Regions from separate parts of the Danio rerio genome. Here region 2 is linked to region 1. Evidence: chromatin contacts called from public HiChIP or PLAC-seq data. All regions are on one chromosome and are shown on one strand. Each heading gives the region's core, a stretch centred on a gene start, on an enhancer-like site or on the middle of the called end of the contact. The rest is flanking DNA. Distances are from core to core; before and after follow the strand shown. Region 1 holds the start of cimip5 (ciliary microtubule inner protein 5). Region 2 holds the start of rdh12 (retinol dehydrogenase 12).

Evidence for each region. HiChIP or PLAC-seq counts read pairs in DNA pulled down with a chosen protein or histone mark.
Region 2: a contact with region 1 is called in an H3K4me3 HiChIP or PLAC-seq map of embryo, with 6 times the contacts expected there. The contact joins the promoter of rdh12 here to the promoter of cimip5 in region 1. A contact is called at or near these places in 1 of 18 Hi-C or Micro-C datasets (caudal fin) and 2 of 4 datasets of contacts at active chromatin or transcription factors (embryo and gastrula embryo).

Annotation. Positions count from the first base shown.
Region 1 is chr13:36,344,082-36,346,632 of GRCz12tu, forward strand. It overlaps cimip5 (ciliary microtubule inner protein 5), which reads right to left and starts at 1,271. Exons shown (of 4, transcript NM_001327781.1): 1 at 1,160-1,271; 2 at 810-1,053; 3 at 410-449. The coding sequence starts at 1,039. It overlaps LOC141377030 (a long non-coding RNA gene), which reads left to right and starts at 994. Exons shown (of 3, transcript XR_012388819.1): 1 at 994-1,673; 2 at 1,754-1,862.
Region 2 is chr13:36,493,661-36,496,211 of GRCz12tu, forward strand. rdh12 (retinol dehydrogenase 12) reads left to right here and starts at 1,272. Exons shown (of 7, transcript NM_001002325.2): 1 at 1,272-1,421. The coding sequence starts at 1,342. vti1b (vesicle transport through interaction with t-SNAREs 1B) reads right to left here and starts at 523. Exons shown (of 6, transcript NM_201036.1): 1 at 293-523. The coding sequence starts at 389.

The DNA.
Region 1 (2,551 bases), core at 21-2,520:
CTGTAATAGTTTTTTTTTCAGTTGCACATATAAATGTATTAATAGATGGACTCTGGTTATCATCTCCTTTGAGTCTAAAAAAAAGTCCTTTTTCAGAGAGTCACCAAGATGTAGTTTGAAAAAAGGTTTGTGGATGTCCTTCAAGCTGTTGCTTCAATAAACCATTTTTTATTTAGCTGGATATTGCAAATTATGCAAAGAAACATTAAATAATATAAACTGTATATGCTTACTTTCACAACAAGTTTAATCAATTGGCAGTCCTGATATAACATTTTAATGATATTTTGAAATTCATCTTTTATATATGTATTAATTATAGATGTAATCATTTTTTTTATTCTATATAGAGAAGAAAATCTGTCAGCAACAGAGTTGAGTGATTGCTAAAGAGTCAGGGGTTTCTTACCAGCTGGTCAAAGTTCATCAGGAAACTCCAGTTCTTCTCCCTGTGATTAAACGGCATTTAGCGTTTTACAACATGATATTTTCATATCACCAAGCGACACTATGACATCAATTATTAAGAAGCAAAACTGTTGTGGTTTTATCATTTGACAGTGGTTTTGTGTACAGTAAGCCCGGCTGTATATACAGTTGGTTAAGAACAGGAGATGAGTAAGCGTAACACACACCGTCCAGGGGGCGCCTGGTCAACCACAATCTATCCCGTATCAAATAACGGGTCAAACAATGGCACATTTAAGAGGTTGAAAGAAAAGATTAGCTACGGTACTTCAGGGAAAGCGAGTAACAAACCGGTAAATGCATTATATTTCTACGAAAGAGAGTAATATTCGCATTCTTACCATTCCTTCACGCCGGATCGCTCCGCGCGCACAAACTCTCTCCAAACCTGGTCCTGCTTTACAGGATCTCGACTGTCCTCGTTTTGCGCCGGTGTCTCACCGTTTCTTGTCCTGCCCGCTGAATGCCTGAACACTGAGACTGAGGACTGAGAGGCGAGAGGACCGTTTGGTCTGTCCGGTAAACGGTAGCCAGCCGAAGTGGCGCGCCGCACGTTTCCTTTTCTATCCATCTCTCAGTCCTTAGCTCGTAAATCAAATATTACCATTTATTAGCTAAGCCAGGGTGAAGTGCATTTCTATATTTTGGTCAATTAACAAAGTTCTGAATTAATATTTTTAGCAAACCTCACCGTCTTGTTCTGAGGAGGATAAAAGTGTTGCGCGCGCCAATTTTCCCAGCAATCACAACACGAGCGCTGCTGCCGCCACCGCCGCCGGTTGCGCGGAGATTCTCTCTTGTTTACCCGGGCTGTTTCCCCGGGAGACAGCGGCCGATGCTGGGACACCCTCTCTGAGCTTTTGTTAATTCACGAGGAGGCTAGACATCCGCTCTTACAATGACAGCAAATTAGTATCACAAAAGACAAAGACTGAGAGTCTGGTGACATAAGAGTACAAGCAGGCATTTTAACAGGACAGCTCTCTTCATTCAGAACGTTCTAACACAAACATTTAAGGAGGAAAACTTACTATTGGTCCTTATAATGACATCAGAACATGCGGCAGACTAACAGCAGCTCAACCATGATGAAGTCTGTAGCTATTAATTCATCCAAAGCATCAGTTTTAGACACTTCCAGTTCACTGATAAAAAACGCAAAGGCACAAAGAAATGTCTTCTGAGAAGATTCATCCACACAGAAGGTAAAAGTGAGGTGAATGTTTCTGGACATTCCCAAACAAACATATTTTGAAGAAAAATCTAATCAGACTGACATCCATAGAAAGAAATGACCATGGATGTCAACTGCTAGCGGTTTGCAACATTCTTCAAAACATCTTATTTTGTGCTCAACTGAAGGGGAAAAACAACAGGTTTGAAAGAAGTAGAGGGTGAGTCAATTTTGAGAGTTGTAATATTGTCGAGTGAGTTCTCCTTTTAATATTGCCTTTTTTGTTTTCCTATGGACCTCAAGGGGGCGGTATACTCCATATTTTGTTTGCTAAAGTTAATTTGCAGCAGCCTAATCACACAAATGTAAATGAGAGAGAGAGAGAGAGAGAGAGAGAGAAGAAAAAAAAGAGAAATTTTAAGCATGTCATTTTAATTCTGAGTCTTTAAGTAAATGTTCTGTGTTAACAGTTTTTCCCTGGCATATTTTTAGAGAATAGTTCCTTTCTTTCTCTTTCTGAACTGTGGGCTGAACTAAGTTCACATACAGTGTCACAGTGTTAAATAATTTATCTGAGTTCAGTAAAGCCTGTGATTCACTGTGACAGTAGTTCTGACTTCTGCTCGGGGTTCAGGTGATGTTGTACCTGCAGTGAGTCAGTTGGTTCCAATTCTGCACACCTAATGGAAATATCGACATCAGATAGAGAACATCCAAATTAAGATAAAATATATTAAGATGAAATATATGGGGACTTACCTTTTTTAAGGGTGAGTAAAGGATGACAGAATTTAAATGTTTGGGTGAACTATCCATTTAATTAGTTTTAAAAGTTGTAGTTTTTTCCAGCTGTTTGGAGAATAGTTTACTTATATAGTTTAAGCCTGTTTTGTTAATGAAGCATATGGC
Region 2 (2,551 bases), core at 22-2,521, 150 kb after region 1:
CAATTTGTAATCCTCGCACCCAGTTTATGAACGTGTCCTAGACTCCCGTGGATTAAAAAAACTATAGCCACACACTTTCAAAGCGTTTGTTAATGGTTGATATTTTAGCATTTTTTTCTGAACAGCAGCCTAATTCCATAATCTCGATACTTCATCCACAGCTACAATATCAGGAGTGTTTGGAAAATCTCTAATGACAGTACTCAAAATAAGTTAATGACTATTCACTGATGAAAGCAGTTCATTCGCACAGTCTTGTTAACGTATAATACAGTATAAAGAGTTTATTCACCTCCCTGGCTCTTCTGCACCCGTTCTGGCATCAACTTCACTTCGTCATACAGAGATTTATACATCTCATGCAGCTTTTCAAACTCCTCTGAAGACATAGTGGAACAAACGAAGTCTAAAGCAAATAAACAAAATAAATGACAACAGAATAAAAGAGCGAAAATTTGAAGTCTGTTGTGGTACGAAACAATAGGGAAAAATCAGCTTCTCGGGCAATAACAAAATCCTCGGGACTGCAGCTCACGCTTCCGTGTTGGACCTCGTGATGATAGGCGGTCTTGATTTTGCCTGCAAACAAGAATGCAGATTAAAATCTTAAAGGCTGTTTTAAAATTTTAAACATCTAAAACAGCTCTATATTAATATGTGTATGCTTAATTAAAATTTTAATGCACTTCATTTTTGAAAAATGATACAAAAGTAGACTTCAATTAAACGTAGCAAATATGTAGACAGCTCGCATCATAAATACAGTGTGGGAGTTGTAGTTCATATTTTTAGGAAAACCCAAATTAATCTGTTTCGTAAATATAATCGTCGAACAATTAAAGTTTAGCTGACATAATAAATATTACCTACATATTTGCTATTCATTTACATAAATGACTTAATAGTACTATAATTCACTCTATAATATTTGATACGCTGTACGATAAAAACTATTCAGTTTCAATTTCACTTTAAATTATATTCATTTTGTTGTTTTCTATTTGTTGTTGCATACTGCAAACTTTCTCACACAAACACGCGAAGGAAAAAATACATTATTACTACATATCAATAATTAAAATAAGGCCCAACACATGTCAATAAAACAGCATGTAGTTTATTGCAAATATAATATTTAATAATAAAATATTTACAATCATTTTCAGCAACAAATTAATGACCATTCAGGAAACATTTTTGTGCAGGTGCAGACAATGAAAACTACAATCCCATCATTCCCCGGGAGCACAGCTGTAGATGTGAGTGGGAGGCTGCTGAACACATTCGGACGGACAGAGACAGACTGGAGTACAGTACAGTTACAGCAGCAGCAGCAGTGTCATGATGCTCGCGCTCGTGGCGTTCGCGGCGGGTTTAGGGCTCGTCGCGCTGATTTTAAGGCTGCTTTCTCCTCAGATCAGGTAAGTCATGTCGTTTATAGCATGAGAGATATGAAAATGACATTATGATATGATGAACGACTATACTAGCAATACATTCAATCTGTGGTGAAACGAGCACAGTGTCCAGTTGGGATGAAAACATGATGTAAAAGACTAAAGCAGAAACCACAGCCACCACTGAAGCGTACAGCCCCGTGCAGGGTCCTGTAATGGTATTAAACGATCACATCTGAACTCGAATTTCTACGTAATCTACATTACGTTACATTACGCATCAACAATGCTTTTATTATTTGGATGTAGAACGCGCTGGATATTGATTAAGGTTGTCCCGTTGCGGACCCGCCTCCACTTGACATGATCTGCTCCAGAAATCGACCAATAGAATGACAGTATAGGCGGAGCCACCCCGCCCCTCTGCTAACCGCGCTGCTTCATTGGCTCTGATGGATTGGCGATCGCTTTCTGCGTGGGACGAGTGTCTTGACAGGCATGCTGGATGGATGAACAAGAAATATACTAGAAAATAAAGCACACCCGATGTGATGAGGCGGAGTTACACCTCGAGTTTAACTGTCCTTCGTCAGTTACATAAAATAATTCAATGTAGACTATATGCAGATGGTTGTTATTAAATTGTAATGTTTATGTTGAGTTTTTATCATTCATTTATTAATTTTTTTTTCGGCTTAGTCCCTTTATTAATCTGGGGTCACCACAGCGGAATGAACCACCAATTTATCCAGCATGTTGTACGCAGTGGATGTCCTTCCAGCTGCAACCTATCACTGAGAAACACCCATACACACTCATTCACACACATACACTACGGAAAGTTCAGCTTACCCAATTCACATATACCACATGTCTTTGGACCTGTAGGGAAAACCGGAGCACCTGCAGGAAACCCACACCAATACGGGGAGAACATCCAAACTCTTCACAGAAATGCCTACTGGCACAGCCGAGGCTCGAACCAGTGACCTTCTTGCTGTGATGCAGCAGTGCTACCCACTGCGCCACCCCATATCTATTTGTTTAATGATGAATATTCAGTTGTTATTAATCAATGATCAATATGCACGTTTAATGCATCATCATGGGTATCTGAAAGTGTTTTTTAAAGATGTCAGTTAAGAGATGCTAAA